Regions from separate parts of the Anas platyrhynchos genome. Here region 1 is linked to region 2. A link is a contact called in public Hi-C data. All regions are on one chromosome and are shown on one strand. Each heading gives the region's core, a stretch centred on a gene start, on an enhancer-like site or on the middle of the called end of the contact. The rest is flanking DNA. Distances are from core to core; before and after follow the strand shown.

Region 1 (3,988 bases), core at 514-3,013, 130 kb before region 2:
ATTTTCTGCCAGATCAGCTAACTGAATCAACTTATCCTTTAGCCACAAAATTGCTAGACCCAGTATAAACAAAGCAGTGGGAGAGTGTGGCTGAGGCCAGCGAGCAAAGTCAGACCACCCCTGCAGTCAGACTGGCCAAGCTACAACATCAAATTGCGCTCTCGGAAGACCGCACTCCCAGGACCTGACCCAATGCCCAGTGAAACAGAACTGTCTTTTCACCGACTTTTCTAGGGACTGAATCTGGATGAAACTTTACTCCAGATCTTGGAGCTAATTGCTACCACAAAATTAATACTGCAACAAGACAACTTTTTTTTTTTTCTTCTATATGTTTTTTTTATTGCTATCTAAATATCATTCTTCCTTCTCCACGGAATAAAACACTTCCTACAATTTTAGGCTACGAAGGAGCCTATCAGTTCATGTCTTATTCAGGTACAGTATGACTACAATATACAGATAGGTTACAATTAACCACTGAAACTTTATTTTAGTTAGTCATTAGACTTTAGTCCATCATGAGTCAAGTTCCACTCCCACCTAAAAGACAAACTGTCAGAGAAGGCCGTGCTTTACCCCATCATCAGAACCTTTTCAGAGGTTAGAGGTAAAGTCAAATTCTATACTGGGAAGCTAATGAGTGCTTTCAGCTGCATGAAAGCAATCGAGTTGAGAATTTTGACCGGGAATACTGACTCACTAACTACTGCTGCAGTAATATACACGTGTTCTTCTGAGCTGACTTCAGTTAACGTGATGTACTCCTGCCTGTCTGCTTAGACCTGGAAGCTGACCTGTTTTGAAAAGACTTGCCATAATGCTTTTTATTAACATCATTTGTTAACAGTAGAACACAGAGATCTGTGAAATTGTATTCCTTCCTTCTATTTTTTGTCTTCAATAGGATAAGAAGTTTGCTTCAGTAACTCCTCTAACCCATGCCTACTTGTTCTTTCCTGTGGGGTCTAGAGGCATCTGTATAAAACATATTCCCAAATAATCACACTTCATGCTGGCTTAATATCTTATCTGAAACAACAGTACTCAGTGAGAGTTCTTCTGTCCCCCTGCCAGATGAGGCAGTGGTATTATTCCTGTGACGAACACAGGCAGGGGTTCTGGCTCCACAGCTCACACTCCAGTATGAATCCCCAGCTATCTAGTCTCCTAGGCAGACAAAGCCTCCTCACCTCTAATCCCTAGTCACAGCCCCCTTACCAAAATGAGTTATTACAATATTTAAAATTTGTGATATTCTTTCATCACATTTTCCAGAATGATTTCAGATCACAGTAATTAATGCAAAAGTACTTGTAACCAACCTCAGATTCTTCAAAAGTATAGAATCCTCTTGTTATTTTCTTTTCGTCAACATCACAAAATGCAGTTACCTGGCAAAAGAGAAGCAGAACACTTTCATACCATTCTTTGCTGCCAGCATTTATTTCGCCTGTAGCACATCCATGTATTGCTAAGGGCATGTGAATGAACACCACGAACAGAGCAATGCACCATGGTCCTCCCGTGGAGCTTAAAAATATATTAAGTCCTTTCCATGTATTCCTTAATGAGATAGGCAGCGTCTGCAGTTGGCTATGAGCACATTGTGGTTTTGTGAACATGAAAACAGGTGGCATAAGTTACTGTGCAAGAGAAAATATCTATGAGATCATTAACTTCATCCTCAGTGACATGCTGAGTAAATACAAACAGAGACTGGTCTCCTCACTCACGTGGAGGAACACATGAGGAATAAACATTCCTCTTTCTGCCCAGTCCCAGCACGTAACCTCCAAGGGATGCCTCCCGCACGGCACTGCTGCTATGGATCCTCTGGTGATACCAGCCTCCATTCTAGGCCATAACACACCAAGTCGGGGAATTCCTACTTGACCCCTGGAACAGCAGAATTCTCTAAATTCGAATGGGTACTTCACACAGATACACTTAGATCACTGTCAACATCCTTAATCGTGAGCATGGTTTGGGAGTTTTTTCAACTGAAAATTTTGGCAAATTTCTTACTTAAATAATTAATATAGTTGCTGCTGTGTTTTGGTTATTCTTACTGTAGCTATGGAAGCATTATTTATAGCCTTAGTTGCCAAATATTTCAGATTTTTTTAATTTTTGTTCCTCATAAATACGCAAGCATAGTAAATGCCTGCAATCCAAAATACACAGTGTCCTCATTTTTGAACCATTAAGTTGTCAGTAACATTTCGGAAGGCTTTTTAAAATAAATGTAGCTAAGTTTTCCTCTGGCTAACACTGGATCTATTTCTATTGTCTACGCAGAACTTTTACACTGAAGCAGAACAGTTAAGGTATTTAAGGTCTTGCAGAAATCAATTGTTCTGGTGATAGCTGGAGCGCAGTTTTCCTATCTTTTTAATTGCTGCATTAAAAATTGATTAACAACACTTAACATTGAGAAAATTTGAAAAGCCCAACAGCTGTTTATTAATTTATTAAATTAGAGAAAGCTGCAAAAGGCTGGCTTGCTTTCAGTATCTACATACATCTCTCTCCTATTTTCCTCCTTTGATTAAGATAATTTTTGTTTACCTAATGTGACTTTATTCTGTTTGAGCAGAGGGGAGCACTGACACAAGAGCATTAGTGTCACAATGCTGAACTTTTGCATTCCACATTGGTATTTCACTCCCAACAGAGAGAACCATCTGTACAGCCCAGTGGCAAAGCTGAATAGGAACAAAACTGGGTTCCACGTGTCTTCAGTGTGGAAAACAGAGCTAAGGAGCAGAGAGTGGGCAAGAACAGTCCCTGAAACTACCAGGGAATACTCCCTTAGAGGTAGACATTCATACTAAGAAAGTACACTGCTTGAAAACAGGCACCACAAGAAATAAAGAAAGGAACATTAAGGAAATATTACATTTTCACTTTGGGGCTATATGAGTAACTGAAGAAACGAAAGGGAATTCAGGGAAGGACCAGAAGTTCACAGACATTGTACAAGGTCTCTGACTGATGCAGGCTGGGTTAGGCAGTAATAATCACAAACAACTCCTTCATGCACAAAGACAAAGAACTGAGATCTTTCTTATGTTTTCTTTCCCCCCCCCGTGCTTGGATCAATTAATACACTTCACATTCCTCATTCTGTTTTCCCTGACCACCATTATAGTTTATTGTAGTTGAAACATCAGATGGTATGGACTGTAGATGAGCAAGAACTGAGCATAATAAACTACATTCCAAGATTTCCTCTTCATGTCTTTTTTATATATACACATATACACACATCTACATGTATAGAGATACTTAGGTATATGAAGGTCAGCAGGCGGAAAACCTGGTATAAAGAGGGTTACTTAGCTGGTTTGTTAGTTACATCTCTCAGTCCATTAACCACCTTGACAATCCTCTAGTACTCAGACAAACTCAGGTCCACCAGTAATGTCTTACTGTCCTAGAAGCTGTCTGAACAAAATAATTCTGAACAAAACTTAGCAGTTCTAAAAGGATGTGCTTTCAGTGACAACTGAGCAAAGTTCAGGGTATAAATACCGTCTGATGATAATCTTCCAATAACTGAGCCTGTATTTTCAGCTGCTTACACACCTATAGGTCATTTAAAAAAGGAAAACAACTTTTGATATACGGTAAAGTGAAATGCTACCTACACTTTAATGTTAGTAACAGAATTCAGCTGTAAGATCTGTGCTGGAAAGTATCGCACTCCACACCTTCAGGATGTTATTATACACTTAACATGAAACCTTCACTGGTAGGCAGATTTCTTCTTAGCATGAATGGTGCTAGAGAACCAAAACCAGATATTAATTGCAGTATTAATCTCATGCTGTGCCATCACTCATGATACTATGTGTAGAAAATTACGCACTCTGTCTTGGCATGCTGAGGACCCAGCCCCACACAATCCACCATACGAAACTCCTGCTGACAGCAACCGAGTGGAAAAAAGGCTCAGACAGGTAAGTCTGTGACAAACATCCCT
Region 2 (4,405 bases), core at 1,299-3,798:
TAACTCAGCGACTGCTGTTTTCAGGGGAGTGCAAAGGCTTTGCTGTGGAGGATTTATGTTTCCTCTTGACATTATACAATATTTTCCTCCCAGATTTCAGCGAAGTTTTGCTCTCTCTGACTTGTAAATGCAAAAAATTACTGTTCCGAATGTTCTCTCTTGAAAAGATGTTTGCTTTTCACAGCTCAAACAGAAAACAGCTCAGTGCATCCAAAAGCTGCCTCACCCTTTGAGCGTGTTCCCAGATCTCAGCCAAGAGCACTACTATGGAATAGCTGTGAGTAGCCGGAAGAGCATTGTGGGGATTGAGATGCAAATGAGAAAACCAAGCAGCCCCTTCGCTGCAGAGGTTCCCTATCTCCTTCTGCCCCTCACTTTTGAACTGGGGGAGGCTTAACCTGGGCACGGCTCCGCAGCCACCAGCCCAGACTCTGCAGCCACCATCTCGGGCTCTGCAGCCACAGCCTCTGGCTGTGGTCACTTTTAAGACTCGTCAACTTTGGGCTGATGAAGAACTGTAGCAGCATCATGAAGGCATGGAGATCAGCAGTGCTTTCAGAGCCCCTGTGTTGCCGTTACTGCCCTGGGCCCCCAGCACTAAGGGCCACTCACTGCCTTTTCTGAGAAGGAAAGCCAGAGGCAGCAGCCACTGCAAAACAGCTCGCTCTATTCCAGTGTCTGAAAAGTTCCCAGTTTTCAGGCAGTTTCAAAAGTTCCAGTGTAATGTGAGTGGCTGTCTGGGCACTTGTTTGTTTTAACAAACACAGAGAGTTAGAGTATTGCAAAGGGAATCAGATACAGTAAGTTGGGGGGCATTCAGAGGGTTGCACATATAAACACACCAAGGAATAAAGCAATATGGTGTTTTCTCTGTATGCTTTTCTTTCCAAAGCTAGGGCAGGAAGCAAAACATTCTAACAAAACCTCCTTCTAAAGAAATAATCAAGGCACTGAGCTCTAAAGCCTGTGTCGCTGCACATGACCAGGAGAATAAGGCGTTTTGCATTATTGCATGTTGTCATCGCTTTGCTCAGTGTTGTCCCTGCATGCTAATTACATGTTTACATGCATTGCATCATTTGACATAATTACTGTAATTATGTTAATACTTCATAATCAACAGAACAGTACCTGTAATTTACAAAACAAAAACGACATGAAAAGCTAAACCCACAAATGGAAGGGGATACGCTGCTGAGGATTTAATCCTCGGTGCAGAAGCAGGCAGGAAGCACTCCAAACTGGAATATCCTGGTTTAGCCGCCCGAGACACTTCGCAAGGTGTTTTAAAAGGTATTAACGAGGGTAACACCAAACTGTGAACAAGGCGTAAATGTTTAATACTCATCCATGAACTCTCACCTAGAAAAAGCTGTGCAGTGCCCTTAACAAAGCTGCATGACAGACACTTGAAAGAACAACGGGAGACTAAGAAACTCAGTGATCTGGAAATATTTTAACCCCTCTCCTATCTGTGGATGTATGATGTCAATCTCGATCCCCTTCTTGCTGCTCCGAAAGGAATGTGTGGGGCCTGGCACACCAGAGCGCTGTCTGTGAGCACTGGGATCTTCCCCCCATCCCCACATCTATTTTTTTTTTTTTCCTGTTTATATTGGCCTGGGGTGATTGGTTTTGGGGCCGATTCACCCCCTGCAGACCTCACACATCTTTACTTCTGGTTTCTTGCAGAAGGGCCTCTGCCACGAAGTTTAAGTATCCAAAGTCAACTATGGATAAAACAGGGATATTAAACCAGGCAAGGGGGTAAGCAGAGTGCTCATTAAGCACTGGAGACTTTACACATATGATTGAGCCCTGAGTGCTTCCTGTTGAATGGTGACCCAAGAAGCTTCCAGCAAAGTTATCAGCCAGCACCCTCTGAGGGAACGTGGCCCGGTGGGGATCCCACTACGGGCTGAACCCCCTGCAGCAGCACGGTGCTGCATCAGTCCCAGAACGGGCCAGGTTGGAAGGGGCCTTGAAGATCACCCAGTCCAACCACCCTGCCGAGCAGGATCACCCTGAGGACGTTGTGCAAGATGGCAACCTGGTTGCTTTTGAGTATCTCCAAGGAAGGAGACTCCACAACCCCTCTGGACAACCTGTCCCAGCGCTGTGTCCCCCCTCTGCGTGTCCCTGCTGGCACCCACGGGCGAGGGGCACCCCGGGGGCTGTGCAGGTCCAAGGGGGGGCCTCGGAGCCACCGGGCTCTACGGGCATCACCTTGCCCCACAGCCCCACAGCCCCGGCCGGGGCAGGGGCAGGGCGGGAGGAGGGCCCGGCACCTGCCGTGGGGGACCTGGCACGGCACAGCACGGCCCGGCGAGGCTCGGGGAGACCCGGAGAGGCAGCAGCCTCCCTCTGCCGGGCAGCACACTCGGGGCTGAGCCGAGCCGAGCCGTGCCCACGGGGCAGATGCGGTTCCCGATCCGGCGCCGCGTTTTGCTCGAGCAGCAAGTGCCGGGGGAAGGAGGGAGGGAGGGGGAGGAGGAGGAGGAGGAGGAGGAGCCGGCTCGGGGAGGCCGGACCTCTCCCGCCCCTCAGCTGGGAGCCCGCAGCGAGCCGGGGCAAACTTCAGAGCCGAGGCGGAGCGGAGCGGCGCGGAGCCGGGCATGGGGTAGCCGCTGCGCCCTGCTGCGTTCTCGCCCCGCCATGTAGGCAGAGCCCCCGGGGGCTGCGCCCGAAGCTCCGCGATCGCAGCGGGCCGGGGGGCACCATGCGGGGCGCCCCGGCCGCCGGGCTCCTGCCGCTGCTCCTGGGGCTGCGGCTGCTGCTGGGCGGCGGAGCCGAGGCGCAGTACTCCAGCGACCTGTGCAACTGGAAGGGGAGGTGAGGAGAGACCCCCGCCGGGCTCTGGGGGGAGAAAAGCGCGTTCCTCCCCTTCTACACCCGGGAGGGAAGCCGAAAACAAAAGGGGGCTCGGGGGGGGTGTGGGCGGCCAGCGGGGGCTGCGGGCCGGAGGGGGCTGGACCCCCTCTGCCCAGCGGCGAGGAAGAGGAGGAGGAAGAGGAGAAAGAGGAGGAGGGCGGTGCCGTGCCCGCCGAGGAGAAGTTTCTCCCCGCGCTCATCTTCCACGGGCAGGATCCGGCCGCTCCGCTTTCTGCAGCGGCTTCACTTCGGAGCAGCCCCGGGAGAAACGGGCAGCCCCGGTGCGGCTCCTCCCGGGACCCGGTGCACCTGCGGGGCAATCCCCGGATCCCCCCGGCTGCCCCCCGCTGTCCCCCGATGCTCCCCGGGTCCCCCTGATGCTCCCGGTGCGTCCTGCCGGCTGCTGGCGGTGCTTGGTGAAACCTCTCCGCTCCTCAAGTGTTTATCTGGCGAATTATCTCGCCTTTAATTGCTCGTAATAAGTTTAGCGTCTGTGGTTGGGTCTGGGACCTCCTGGGCTGTTGGGAGTTTTCAGCGGGTGTTGGGGATCAGGCATTCCGTCGGCTCGGAGATGAGTACTCGGGGAGTCCAAAATGTTGACTCCGATGTTCTGCTTAAACCTCAGTTTCCTTAAAATAAAGGCTTGGCCAGCTTGTGTCGGTAAGGTAGGTTGGAGCAGGGAGAGTGCGGAGTGGGGAAGCAGCTGGACTGACTCGCAGCGGAACGGTTTCCTAGCTGTTACTCTGAAACGCGCTGATGCCTGCTATTTACTTTTTCTGAACTTTTTTTTTTTTGTCTCTTGACCATTGAAGTGTAGTTAATCTCAGTGAATCCACTTGAAGGTGAGTCCATTTGATATGGACCAAACCTATTAGTTCTCTGGCAACCTCCTAATTGTATTATTTCACTTTTCCAATCCCCCTTCTACCTCCCCACCCACCCAAAAGCTGTTCCTCCTTTCATCCCGAAGCCCTCTAGCTGTATGTAGGTACCTGGACCTTACCACATGGTTACTGCACCATTTAAAAAAAAAAAAAAAAGTGACAAAACGCTCTGTTCCTGTCCTGGCAGCTTCTCATTTTTGTTCTGTTTTTGCAGAGCAAGCAGTGACCATCCGTGTCACCTGAGCAGGGCTGGAATAAGTAATGCCTTGTGTGTCAGCTAAGGGGGTGATGCTTGAAAAAAAAAAAAAAAGTGAAATATCATTTCCTGTTACTGAGTTCGGGGCAAATGTGTGATGCAAGCTTGGACTCACTTGCCTGTTGTTGCTCTGGTGAGCCAAGCAGGACCGACGATGACAGCTCCACACTGATGCACGGAGGAGGAAGAGCTGCCTCCCTGCACACGCTGTTCAGCTGGGTGCTTCCACTGGTGGGCAACAGTCCTGATGCCCGGGTGGACAGGGGTCTTGGGAGGTGTAAACCAGGCTGGCTCTGGCCTTGCTGGTAGCAAACAGGTGTCTTCAGAAGTGCTGGCAGTCCTACGGGTGTTAAACAGCATCTGCTTTGTCCTGCAGGACTAGCAGTTAAAAAGG

What was found. Hi-C and Micro-C count contacts between places; a contact is called where the count stands out from the background.
Region 1: a contact with region 2 is called in a Hi-C map of subcutaneous adipose tissue, with 2.3 times the contacts expected there. The contact joins the enhancer-like site here to the promoter of METRNL in region 2. A contact is called at or near these places in 4 of 8 Hi-C or Micro-C datasets (F1 follicle, F5 follicle, small yellow follicle and 1 more).

What each region holds. Positions count from the first base shown.
Region 1 is chr19:7,052,251-7,056,238 of IASCAAS_PekinDuck_T2T, reverse strand. It overlaps B3GNTL1 (UDP-GlcNAc:betaGal beta-1,3-N-acetylglucosaminyltransferase like 1), which reads right to left. Exons shown (of 15, transcript XR_005260235.2): 10 at 1,326-1,394. Among named protein-coding and RNA genes, the nearest start is that of TRNAE-CUC, 61 kb to the right of the region's middle. Within about 2 kb of position 1,763, at least 1 of the 8 cell types and tissues checked has an H3K27ac peak or open chromatin away from gene starts, as enhancers often do. A contact at or near this core is called in subcutaneous adipose tissue, where this site is marked.
Region 2 is chr19:6,921,144-6,925,548 of IASCAAS_PekinDuck_T2T, reverse strand. It overlaps METRNL (meteorin like, glial cell differentiation regulator), which reads left to right and starts at 2,548. Exons shown (of 4, transcript XM_027471421.3): 1 at 2,548-2,832. The coding sequence starts at 2,720.